Linked DNA regions of Mus musculus: region 2 is linked to region 1. Evidence: chromatin contacts called from public HiChIP or PLAC-seq data. All regions are on one chromosome and are shown on one strand. The core of a region is the stretch at or near the end of the contact, and the rest is flanking DNA. Distances in the headings are between cores, read along the strand shown.

Region 1 (7,002 bases), core at 4,391-6,890:
GGGCAAGCTTCCATATATGTGTAGACAATGAGAGCTCACAGATCTCTACACATGTGTGTGTTCATAAGTGTGCACAAGTCTACACCTGTGTGCATGCTCATATGTGCATGTGGTCTCAAAAGACTGACATTGGAAGTCTTCAACAATTGCCTCTCCCTTACATTGTTGATACCGGGCTCCTTAGTGAACCTGGAACTCATTATGCAAGACTAGCTACCCGTGGAGCCCGAGAGGTATTCCTGTCTCCTTCTTGTAGCACTGGAATCACGGGTAGACACTGAGCCTGGGTTTTTATCTGGGCACCTCAGAGCTCCGAGGTCTCAGGTGCTCACAGTTATATGACAAGTACTTTACCAACTAAGTTACTCCCAAACCTCCTCCCCCACCCCCTCCCCGCCCCATCTCCCAGTCCCCCCACCCTACCCCCCACTCCACCACCCATCCTCCCACTCCTCCACCCACCGCACTCCCCACCCTCCAACATGCCTCTTCCTCTCCATATAGAAATGTCCCTAGGTCAGCAAGTATCCAGGTAACATCTGAGGCATGAGAGACTTGGTGAGCACAGTGGCTTGGGGGCGAAGCAACAGGTCAGACCCCTTGTGCAGAACTCACCCTGCACTCTTTGGGAAGTTGCTTAGGTTACACCCAGGGATCTCCTCGTGAAACTACTGTGTGGCTTGAATGAACCAGGAGATATGCATGCCCTGTATAGTAGGTTATTAATACAGAGTAATTGCGATGGTAATAAGTTATCATGGCTCCAGGGCAATCTCTTGAACGTTAAGTAGGAACGTCAGAATGTTCTTATTGCCGCTATTCCTGGTTACTTGTGCTATGACCAAATACCTAAAGATGCAGAGAAGGACTTGCTTCTGCAAACATTTTGAGGGCACCGTCCACCGTCCTTGGAAGGCTTGGCACCAAGAGCAGGTGGACCGGGGTACCAACTGTAGCAGGAGCAGAGAAAGGGGGATACCAGAGCTCAGATGGCTTTCTTTCTTTTCTTTTTGTTTCATCAAGAATCAAGCCCATGGAATGGAACCCTACACATTCAGTGTGGCTGTTCTCCCTCTGTAAACACCCTTATAGACATATCTAAGGATGTGGCTCATTAATGTTCTCATAATCCGATCATGTTGATAATCATTATTAACCAGTGAAATTCCTAAATATGCTCAGAACTAAATCCAGAATGCTCAAAGCAGTTTTGCCAAATAAAGAGTACTTAGGGATAATGTATCTTATTCCAGCTCTAAACTACTTCAGGGCAAACTGATGTTAATTCTGGGATCCAGTGTTTCCAGAGCCAAATGATCCATAATCTAGAAGATATAAATACATCTACTGTAGCAAAATAAATTATAACATCGCTTTCAGGCCCTTTATCTCGTCTCCTACAGAATCTAGGTACTAGTACAGTCATAAGATACAAGAAAACAGTTAGAGCCGAGGAAATGCCTCAGACAGGGAACAACGTTTACCAAGCAAGTCTGGTGACCTGAATTCAAGTCTGGAACTGGCTGGGCGATGATGGTGCATGCCCTTAGTCTCAACACTACGGAGGCAGAGGAAGGCAGATTGCTGAGTCTGAGGACAGCCTGGTCTACAGAACAAGTTCTGGGACAGCCAAGACTACACAGAGGATCCCTGTCTTTAAAAAAAAGAAAAAGAAAAAGTGCCTGGAACCGGCTTATAAAGCCAGATCTGGTTGCATACATCTGTAATCCCAACAAAAAGATGGGAAGCAAAGACAGAACAAGTAGGAGAAAGCTCTTGGGCCAGCTAGCCTGAAGTTGACTGCTCAGAGTTAGAGACCCTGCCTCAGCAAGGTTTGGAAGATAAAAAACCAACTTCTCAAAGTTGACCTCTAACCTCAACACACTGTGGCACAAGTACACACACACAAACATACATACATACATACATACATACATACATACATACACACACACATTTAATTAAAAATAAAACTGGTGATGACTGGTTGAATATATATATACAATACACAAGTAGTAGATCATAGAAGACACAATTTTGACCAGTCAAGGGCACAATTTACAGAGTACATGGTAAGAGAGCATGCCAGTAGACTACCTCGGGTACTAAGCTGACCAGTGGAAAGGGATACTGAAGAAAGATATCACACAAAGAATAGCAGTATTTAAGGTAGCTTGACCACTACAATCGGTCTAAATCTGTATGTTATGAACAACCTAAAAACCAGAAAGTGAATTATTCTTAGACACCAGTCTATTTTGGCCAGCATACACAGTAATATCCATGGTAAATAAGTCAGGCTGGCTACTGCTCCATTGGTTGAGTACTTTGCGAGTATACACAGGCTCTGGGCTTGGTTTGCAGCACTATATAAGTGAGATGTGATAGCTCATATCTGCAACCTCAAGCATGCTGAAGGTAGAGACAGGATGAGCTTAAGATCAAGCATGTCTTTACTGCATAGAAAGTCCAAGAACAGCCTGGGCTACATGAGGTCTTGTCTGGGGGCCCTGGGGACTTATGAGCAATATGCTCAAGAAGACACATGAGTATCATCATAAAGTTGGGAGCTTTCTTTCAGTACTGTATGACCTCACCACAAGACAGTACAGGGTGTTTCTAAAGTATCACAAAGAAGCACCTTCTTTGTGCTTAGTCTTGAGATACACTGTTCATTTCAATGCCCAATGGTGACACCTGACACTCACAGCTTGAAAGGCAACTTGACTTGTCCGAGCCAGTTATACTCCACATAAAAGTTCATCACATTCAGAAAAAAACAAATTTCTTTCCTCAATATTTCTATGACATTCCACAGCCTACCTGAGGACAGTGTTTGACAACTGTCCCAGCCATGCAGTGAGAAAAGCAATCCTGACTGGAAGGCACAGGGAGGCATGACTTCCCAGGCAGTACAACCCTCTACAAGTGAAGGAAGCATTCAGAGAGGCTTTGAGTATCGATGTCTTTTCACTTGAAGTAGAAGAAAATATTCAAAATGACAGCAATAAAGTCAGGCAATGTGGGTGGTCCACGCCTGTAATCTCAGAATTTAAGAAGTGCCTACATAGAGTCAAAGACAGCCTCAGCTATACAGCAAGTTCAAGGCCCATCTGGACCACATGAATTCCTGTCTCAAAAGAAGAGACAGAAAGAAAGGAAAGGAGGGAGGGAGGGAAATAAAAGAAAATCAGGGAGGCAAGGAAGGAAGAAAGAAAGTTGTAAGATTTACTGAAAGAAAAAGAAGCAATTCTAAGACTGTGAATCCCTTCAAAGGGCACTGCAGTCCCCACAGACATTCAGATCTGAATGTGGTCATGGCCTCATCGTCCTTTACGTTCTAATTTAGATTAATTAAGCATGTAAATGAACTTAAAGCATACTATAGGGGGGAGGGGGACAAGACTGGAAAGAATGGGAGTTAGTCCATCAGAGAATCCTTGGGAGCCTTTGATCCTCAAACCCAAGGCACCAAAGAGAAGACTCATTTCTTCTTTAGATTCTTCCTTGGAAGGGTGCTGGCTAGGGAGAAGGAGACAGACCTTAAGGAAGCAGTGAGTGCCTTAGCTCTAGTAGCCTCCTATGTCCACATCTTGCTGTTTTACCTTAAAAAAAAAAAAAAAAAAGCAAAACAATCATTTATAACCTGAAGCTGGGTAGAGAGCTTGCTGTGAAAGAATAAAGACAAAAATTTGATCCTCAGAATCCATATTTTAAAAAGCCAGGTATGTATCCTGTTTATAATCCCAGGAAGTCCTGTGGGGCTCTAGGTCTCACTGGCCAGCTAGCCAGCTAGCCTAATTTTTTTCAAAAATGGTTGACTTCTAGCTTTCATGCGCACACACACACACACACACACACACACACACACACACCCCACAAATTCATCAGCGTAACTGAACACCACCACAGCTCTAGCTTCTTGGCTTATCCTCATGTAGGTGATTCCTAAGTTATATTTATATATGACGCCTCTCACCTGTCACTCTGAAATTTTCTGATGTGTTCTCATCAGAACTTTGACCTTCACTCCCTTGTCCACAGTATTTCTGTGAACATGTGTGTATAGAAAATCTCATAGGTAATCTAAGTGCAATCTAAAATCAAATCTTATTCTAATGATTTAAAATTAGGTAAACCCAACATAAAGCAGGTGACTTATAAGCTACGGAACTAACTGCTAGTCCTTCTAAGTCCCCATTACCACCGTTTTCAACCTTAAGTATCTTTACCTTTCCAGGATTTCTTGGCATTTGACACAGTTTTATTCTACAAATACGCCAATCTCCTTATTTGCAGATCTACAACATCCATGAACAACATCCATGGTCCACTTATTTCTAAAAATAACTTCAGCTAAAATTTACTTTATTGGTCAGTCCAGAGGGGTTGAGACAGAGGACCTGAGGCTCAGAACTCAAGCTCTCAGAGACAGTTCCAGTCCCTACAATTGCTTCCTACTGGCAGACTACAGCAGTACAGCCTAGGGAATTTAAATGACCGATTTACCCGGGGAAAGAAAGCTTATTTTTAGTGAGGGTGGAAAAAAAAAATGTTGATTTAATTTATTTTACTGGCTGTGAATCTCCTTTGGAAAGGAGAAGTAGAGTTTGATTAATTAGATTAGCAAATGCAATAAAGTGTTTATTCACTTGGGTGAATCACGGCTTCCCTGGGTTAGCTGAATTTTATTTTAGGTTTTCAAACCTGTCCAGTAGGTAGCAAGATGGAAGCCAAAAGCCCTTCCACACCACACTGCTTTCAAGCATCTTTTCATATGTTAATTTGATCGTTTTTTTCCCCCAAATCTGCAGGCAGACATATTTCACAGCCCCTCCCCCTCTCTCACAGGGGGAGGGGCGGCATATGGATCATACACACAGATGACAGGAAATTAACCACACTACTCATTACCATTTGCTATGCTTCTGGGTTTTAGCAGGTTTTTCCTTTCCTATTGACTTTCATTGCAAATTTTCTTTCTACCCAGCACAAAAGCTCCAAAGAAATTAGGTCAGCAATTTATAAGGTCATTAGAAAATACTTATTAGAACAAACCGTTGCAATTGTAAAGAAAAAAAAAATAGTTGTTACCATCCTCCAATGGCTGCCAGCCTTTTTTTCTTCCTTCTTTTCATGGTCTGTCTTCTTCAGGAAGTCCCTTTGATGTATCTTGCTACACAAAACCATTCCCTGACTCATTTGTTACTGAGACTTTACCAGAGCAACAGCTGTTCAAACAACACACTTGCCTCTGAAAGTCTGGGAAAATTGGGGACAATAATCAAATTAAAATTCCAGGTCTACACTCTTTTGACAGAATGCAGCCGGTTTTGATGTTTTATATTAAAGCATATTACATTAAAAGGGATTCTGCTGCACGGTGTACTGGGTTCTCCCAGTAATGTGCTGATGGCGTTTCACAAGGAGGAAAAGCTGGTAATTCACCAAAAAGGGGAGAAAAAAAAAAATCAAACATTTTTCTAAAAATTTTTTTTCTCTTTTTCTTGTTATACTTGATTTTTTTTTTTAAACCCAAAAGAATGGAGCTTGAAATCCTAGCAGATGGGGACCACTGGACAGCATCAGACTCAGAATAACAATACAAAACTGAAGTGTGGGGCGGCTGGGACACAGGCATCTTGGGTGGCTTCTGATAAACAGGAAGCCCCATTGATTTCAGCTGAAGGTAGAACTGAGCGCTTTTATCCAAAGGCTGTGAAAATCACCTTCTCCGAGAAAGGTTAACATCTCTCGAGTTCTCTGAAAAAAGGCAGAAGATTACAGGATCACAGCTGCCTTCATGTTAATGAGGTACAGGCAACTGGCCTTGAGCTTTGAAAGGAAGAAGGGAGAAATCAAAATCAGAGCGCATTCACCCGTCTGACAGTATCCCCTGCCTCCATCTGCAACACATCCATACACTGACTGGGCTAGGCAGGGAATTTAACGGTATCGGAGATCAAACAGCTTTAATACTTTGAATTACCCTGAAAATAATGCCTGCCTCAGAACAGAAGTAGCACGCAGGGCAGCTCAAAGAATAGCATTCTCTTCTCACCTGTTCTCCAAGATCCCACCATAGCAGCTGGTCCCCAAGGGTTCTGACTAACCACTTCCACAATCCTAGCTGGGCTGTTTCCTCCTACCCACTAAAGGTCAACGGTTCCCACTGTCCAGTTGTGTCTTTACAAACCAGTTTCATTAATCTTCCTAGAAAGCAGGAGGAGCCTGTGGTGGTTTGAATATGCTTGGCCCAGGGAGTAGCAATGCTAGGAGGTGTGGTCTTCTTGGAGGAAGTGTGCTACCATTGGGGTTGGCTTTGAGACCCTCCTCTTGGGTGCCTGAAAGCCAGTCTCCTCCTAGGAACAAGATGTAGAATTCTCAGCTCCTAAGCGCCACACCTGCCTAGACACTGCCATGCTCCTCCCTTGGTGATAAAGGACTGAACCTCTGAACCTGTAAGCCAGCCCCAGTTAAACGCTGTCCCTTATAAGATTTGCCTTGGTCATGGTGTCTCTTCACAGCAGTGGAAATCCTCACTAAGTAAGACAGACCCATTCCAAAACCCTCTGGGCAATGCAAAGTAAGATCTGAGTCTTTATGATGTTCCTACCAACTATCCACATTCCTAGCACACACTCCACATCTCAGTCAGAATCCCAGATCTGTACCTCTTATTAAAATATACACACAGGGGGAAAAAAAAACCCACACAGACAGACAGGCAGACATGCAAAAACCCTGGACTTTGGCAAGTACCCCTGGGATCCTTCCTGTACCTTCCTTGGGCCTTCATCCTCATCCTTCTTTGACTTGCCCTACATCGAATTTAGACTCAGAAAATGCACACTCTCCCAGGTCACCCTGTATGCACCTATTAGGGAGCATCCACACGTTATATTTCATTGCTATAACCATTAGTCTCTACCCTCTAGACTGAGAAGTGAGACACAAGGGCTGAGCCTTATCCTTGTTGGAGTTCAAAATAAATAACCAGTC
Region 2 (6,545 bases), core at 1,287-3,786, 74 kb after region 1:
GAACTGTCAAGATGCATAATAATAATAATAACGACAACAACAACATAATGCAAGCCTGTTCTGTTAAAATAAAATATTCACGGTGGTATCTAAGGAGAAAATCAGCCACAAATAAAATAAGGTATGGCCTGTTGAACATATTGGACTCATTACTGACATAAAACATATATAACTCTACATAAATCAACATTCATTATACGTGCAGATATTGATGAATACGTGGTAAAAAAAAATCAATAAACTTTCATCAGATACTCCCAAATTATCATTCCACTTCAGAAACTATCTACAAAACACAGTCCCCAAGAAGGAAACATAAAGTCTTAAGTCACTTTAGGCGGGCAACAACTCAAAACAAGGAGACAGATCTCCAGTGGCATTAAGTATCAGGCCCAAAAGGAAGTGCTCGTGGGTGTCTAAGAAACATACCTTCTACAAGTAGAGAATTCTCGGGCATCACACTCCAATAATCCACATAAGGAAAGCCTTGTCGAAAATCCCAGCAATTTAACTGAAGAAACTCTAAATGAAGAAGTTGATGCTACTTTGTCCAGTGCTAACTTGCAGCGGTCCTGGCATCTTCATGCTAGCGGCTGGTAGGTATATATCCAGTAAGAGAAATTCGAAGGCATTTCAGTAGAAGTACTCCTGCTAAGTGGGTGACATGACTCTTGGAGTCGCTGGTATGACACCTATACAATTAGAATGTATTAAGGTTAGTTGTCGGGACAGTCTATACACTCCCTCCCTAAAAGAATAACTGTCGTCTTAATTCCTTTCAGTCTTTGACATAAAGATTCAAAGCTCCCCGGCTCTGGCACCTTGCAGAATGCTAACTCTCAGAAGTTAATGCATTGTTTGGATGCTTCCTAGAGTCACCCGCAGTAGGATGAGTTCTGTGTTTGACTTGTCTTGTTAAAAAGTGTCTCCAGGAGCTTGAAGAACACCTCCAGCATTTGGAAACACAGAAGAGGGTGGAGAAGGTGATAAATTACCTTGGTATTTGGACGGAGCCCACAAACATACCTGAAGACCATGAGCCGGGTTTTGTGTTGCAGAATCAAGATAAAGTCATATTTAAAGGCATCCGACAGATAAAGCCAACCTCTGTCCTTTGGACCCTAACTTAGATCTCTAAGTTATCTTTTTTTGTTGTTGTTGTTTAATGAACGCAAGTGGCTGGTAGAGATAAACAACTTTTGGAACGAAGTAGAAAAACAGCAAAAGATAGTTCATATAAAGTGAAGATATTGACTTACTGAGCAAGAACCAATGCAGAAGCATTCCGAAGTTAGGGGACTTGGGAAACAAAGTTAGGAAGCCGCCCTTCACCGCTATCTGGAGGGAACCTCGCTGCTTCCCCGCTGAACAGAGACGAAAAGCCGCCGCTCTTTTGGGCGGGTGTGGCCGATAGAAACAAAAGGTTAAAACACAAAAGGCGGGGCGGAGGGCTAGGTCAGGGGAGCTCGGCAGGCTCGTGGTTCCCTTCCTATTCAGACTGGCTGAGATAGGCCCGGGGGTCGCCAACACCTAAGAGAGGATGGATCCCGACGAGGACAGCAATAGGTCATTCTGGGTGGGTCATTAAACTGAACCAAACCACGGAGGTGAGGGGAGCGGACTCTTAACTAATGGTCCAGGCCCCATCAGCTTCATCTGCGCAGCTCTTGACAGTCTGGAACCTGTGGCTTCCTCAACTGGACCCCAGCCCCCAAAAACTTCCCGGACTCCTATTAATTTGCTGGAACTCCCTTACCACCCAAACCCTGTCTACATTCTATTGTTGCACGCTTCGTGTCTCCAGAGCGCTCCAGAGACAGTGAAGTTTGAAAACGCGTGAGGAAATGACCCCCACCTCTGCATCTTTCTTTTTTTGTGACCAAAGTCAGAGCTTATGTGTGGGTGAGCCTGATCTAATTCCCATTCTTATCAGAACGTTTTCCTCCAATCTACACACAACCGGGGAAAAGCGAGGCAGTATCCAGTTTGGATGCCCTTCTTCTTAGCCCCTCACCACCCCTAAAGAAGAAGCACAAGAGATGAAGGCGTTTAAAATAAACAAAACAATCTGTGCGAGAGTTTAAAAGAACAAAAGAAAAGGAGAACCGGGAAAAGAGATACAATTAAAAAATAATAATAAAAGACAAGAAACAGAAAGAAACAGTCAAACTTGGCTGCTAGATCTATGACTTTGCCCTCGGAAGGGCTGGGAGCAGGGGGACCTGAGGGAAGCAGGACAAACAGGACAAGTCACTCACCTTCTCCCTCCACTTCGTCGCACTTTGAAGGGACATTGTTTCCATTGTTGCAGCCTGCGAGGCGCTAGGATACTTTTGCGCAGCCTGACAGCGGAGAAAGTCGCGTTGACAAAGTTGCGAGAAAGAGATACTCGGGCGTCCAGGGAGCTGGAGAAGGAGTTCATCAGAGTTTCCCCTTTTGTTCCAAGTCCCAGAGCAGACAAAGAGGCGGAGAGCCGCGGCAGGTTTCTCCCTCTCACCCCTTCCTCCTCTCTCCCTCCCCTCCCTCCCCGCCCCCTCCCTCTCCCCGCATCTCCCGCCCGACTCTAAGCCTTGGTGCGCAGCTCCGGCTGCTCTGTCCCCAAGACCAGCAACTCAGTCCCGACCCTCTCTCCTTCCATCTCCCCGAAAACTTTGCCCAGAAGATGCGGGTCTTGGTCCCTTCTCACACCCTTTGAACACCCAGCTTCCAGTCCGCGCTCTCACGCCCGGGGAAATCTCCAAACTCATTGTTTCCGGGAGATGCACCTCTTTGTTTGCACTTTCCCTGCCAATCAGGGAGAGGAGCGGTTCACTTTGGCAATGAGTTTCTGCCATTTCTCAGCATCCCAAGAGATGTAATATGAAGGAGCCAGTCAACCCTTTAAGGTAAGAGGTACAATCATAGGTAGGGCTCACAGATGCCTCTCCATCCATGACCCTCCATCCTATGTACCCTCTTCCAACCAACAGCCTGGAAGAATTCAAAGAAGTTCTAAGTGATGGAAAAGTCTCTTCTCCCTCCCTCATCAGTGCCCACACAGGACCCTAGGGGAAAACCCTCAAATCTGCATGGCAGAGGCCACTAAGTATCCCACAGGGACCTACACCTTGCCCTTGTAGGTTACCTGTTGCTGCTGGTACTATGCCACTCATGGGGGGTGGGGGGGGGCCTGAACAGAGACCACCGGCTCAAACCTCAGAGAACTTCCTCTTATCTCCAACTATATTAACAAGACTCTCAGGTTAACATGGCTCCTTCCCAAACCTACTGTTCCTTCCTAGTTCCCTTCCTTTCACAGCTACAGGGTCTTCCTCCTTCACTTCTAACTCCCCATCCTCTTCCCTCCCCCACCTTCTGGTCCTGGGCAAGCCAGGTGTCTTCCTTGTCTGGGAGTCTCTCAGTCTTTCTTAGAGCCTTCTGAAAATCATCCATCAGTTCCAGAACTGGGGTCCCCACTTTACACCGCAGCATTCAGCTCTCATCCCAACATGGTTTCCCCCCACCCCAGGAACTCAAAGCTGCACCAATTTCCTTTCTAGATCTCACCAGAATAGAAGAAAAGCAGGAAGGTGGGAGAAGGTAGAGGGACACGCAGCCTTTTATATTCAGTCTTCAGGGCAAAGGGGGTTTAAAAAAAAACACTCAAACATTCCAAAGCAAATATTCAACCTCCTGCTGGTGTCCACGCACCTTATATACTCTTTCTCCAAATCTAGACAGGGAAGACCCAATGAGTTGTTAAATGTGAGGGTAAAGAGATGGGGTGAAAGGGGGCATAGGGAGCTGTATTCCTGGCTAGGATTAAAGATGCGAAGAGGGGGTAGGAAGGGAACCTTGCTGGGTCTGGAATGTCATGGGTGTGGATCATAACAAGCACCCTTCCAGTGCTTGCCAAGTCTCTCCCCTAGGGGAGAACAAAGACTCTGTGAGAGGGCTTCCGTTCTGATCTCCTGGGGTCTGCACTGGGCCCAGTGTTCCTCTGTCAGACTGCCAGAGCGCGCACTCCGCTAGCTGTCTGAAACTTTGTAACCAACTTCCTCCGAATTAGCGCTCAAGGTTTGCTGGCCCAAAGAAACCTAGACAATAACATCCCAGAAACAGAGATGCGCTCTCCAAGGTCGGTCCTCCAACCTTGCTAGGTGCCGGTTCCCACCCGAATGCTGGACTGCCCTCTGCCAAAAGGCAAGCAGAGCACACTCAATCCATTAGTTCCTTTAAAAGCAGTTTCTTAAGTTGAGGACCCTGCTGGGTCTGGAATGTCGGGGGGGGGGGGGGGGGACAGAGTTAGGTAGAAGCAACTACTGGAAAATGTAGCAAAGTAATAAAGGATCCACAGGGAAGGGCAAGGACAATGGCTCAAGAGGCTCCAAGAGGGAGGACCAGGGAGCACTAGCAGGGCGCATACCCGCGCGGGTCCCGCCAAGATTGCACGGGTCCCGCAATCGCGCCTGGGATCCTGGCAACACGTGGCCACCAACTAGGGGTCCGCTGGGACCCTTACCTACTGGTGGCACCTACACAGTGTCCTGAAATTGCCCCTTATCTTGCGGAAGTTCAAAAGCCTCTTTTTAGGATAGGAATCTTGAATGCATCACAACCACAAAGAGGAAATATCCCCACCCACTTCTGTCTGGCACATTCTCCTCTTTGTTTAATTATGAGGATCTCCAGAATTTTGTTTTTAGGAGAAATGTACCCTCCCTCTGCAAATAAGCACTTCCTGCCCGCTCATCTTAAATATCTGCGTTAAAGGTCATGAAAAGCCCGTACAGCCGCTTCTGGAAAATACTCCCAATGTGTAGGTCGGGTCACCCTATGTAGTTTCTAACTCCTAAATAATATCCAGTTCTCCAGTTATCCTTACAGTGCACAATACTGCCAATCCTCCCTGGTGGCACACCCCCATAATCCCAATCTTTTGGATGCTGAGGATGTCAGATAACTGAATTCAAGACTATCTTGGGCTACAAAGTGAGCTCCAAAATAGCCTGGGGCTATTCTGTGATAGTGAGCCCCTGTGATGAAATTAAATAAATATATAAATAAATCGATTGATTAATTAATTAAAAAGAAAGATCAAAAAGATTCCCTGGAAATATCTCTTACTCAGGCAGCTCATGAAGGGTCTCAGGGATGGTCTTTGTCAGCACTGCTGTGTTTTAAAACATAGCTCTTGCTCTCAGTTAGAGTTACGATTGCTGCCATGAAACACGTTGCTGTTGCTGTTGTTGTTGTTGTTGTTGTCGTCGTCGTCATTGTCAAGACAGGGTCTTGTTATATATCCCTGGACTGCCTATGAAATTCACTATGTAGACCAGGTTGACTTTGTAATCACAGAGACGGACCTGCCTCTGCCTCCCAAATGTGGGAATTAAAGGAGTCTACTACCATGCCCAAGCTTGATTTAAGGCTTCTAACAATGACACTTGGCTGCATGACCCTCCCTTTTGACTTCTGTGGTCATTGCCTTCTTTGCACTCTAAGACCACTGTGGTTGGTACAGAGGGGCAAGCCACAGGTGCCAGGCAGCAAAGCCCTTCAGAGTAGGCCTTACATAGAAGATGTTAGACACACTCCAACTCCTGCACTGGGAGGTGGGACTGTGTTAAACTCTTCTAGTCTCACTGTGGTGCCCAATGTTAAGCCTTAGTTAGCCACAGCAGTCATCTCTTAGGGAGCCAACTCTGTGTTAGCTAGCTGCCTCACGTTCTCCTTTATCCCTCTCTTTCCTTCTTCTCGACCCTGCTTATTTGCATGCTCCCTTCTCTCCTGGTCCTTCTAGAGTCACATCCCAAATAGACTACAGTACCTGCTGCTAAGTCCTACCCTCACAGCTTCCTAGGGAATTCAACATAAGAAACCTTTTCATGTAGTCCTTCTAGAGGGAAGAACACATTCTGTTTGGAGACAGAAGGTAGCAGATCACATTTTCCCTAGAAGAGAATTCTGTTCAGTAATAACAAATGTTTAGGGACTGCACTTAATTAGCTATGCAATAGTTTAAGATCAGTTATATTGTGCTCACTGAGAGAGAAGTAGGAATAAATAGAATCATATATTACCTATGAGAGCTGTATACACAGGTTCATAATGGTCATATCCAGTTCCTTCCTCTAATGACAACAGTCAGCAAGGCAATCGGAAATACTAACTAGAAATCTCTCTTTTGAAAAAGGAATTCAAGGGGCTGGAGAGATGGCTCTGCAGTTAAGAGCACTGGCTGCTCTTCCAGAGGACCTGGGTTCAATTCCCAGCACCCATGTGATAGCTCACAATTGTCTGTAACTTCAGTTCCAGGGAATGCAACATACTCTCTCTCTCCCTCTCTCTCCCTCTCTCTCCCTTTCTCTCTCTCTCTCTCTCTCACACACACACACACACACACACATATTTGCATATAGGTATATATACATACATTTGTATATATGCAAAACGCCAATGCATATAAAATAAGTAAATAAATCTTTTTTAAAATTGCCTTGTTCATAAAAGAAGAAAAGTAAAGAAAATTGAATTCAAAGGAACAAAAAGGCAGAGGCAGACTG

What was found. HiChIP or PLAC-seq counts read pairs in DNA pulled down with a chosen protein or histone mark.
Region 2: a contact with region 1 is called in an H3K4me3 HiChIP or PLAC-seq map of embryonic forebrain, with 2.4 times the contacts expected there. The contact joins the promoter of 2610307P16Rik here to the enhancer-like site in region 1. A contact is called at or near these places in 1 of 15 datasets of contacts at CTCF or cohesin (the NIH/3T3 cell line), 7 of 484 Hi-C or Micro-C datasets (bone marrow-derived dendritic cells, double positive thymocytes, embryonic stem cells and 3 more) and 3 of 115 datasets of contacts at active chromatin or transcription factors (embryonic forebrain, embryonic midbrain and embryonic stem cells).

What each region holds. Positions count from the first base shown.
Region 1 is chr13:28,806,086-28,813,087 of GRCm38.p6, forward strand. The region is part of intron 2 of 2610307P16Rik (RIKEN cDNA 2610307P16 gene); the gene reads right to left. Among named protein-coding and RNA genes, the nearest start is that of 2610307P16Rik, 76 kb to the right of the region's middle. Within about 2 kb of position 5,641, at least 52 of the 459 cell types and tissues checked have an H3K27ac peak or open chromatin away from gene starts, as enhancers often do. A contact at or near this core is called in embryonic forebrain, embryonic stem cells and muscle stem cells, where this site is marked.
Region 2 is chr13:28,882,886-28,889,430 of GRCm38.p6, forward strand. It overlaps 2610307P16Rik (RIKEN cDNA 2610307P16 gene), which reads right to left and starts at 2,537. Exons shown (of 8, transcript NR_045054.1): 1 at 2,259-2,537; 2 at 430-692.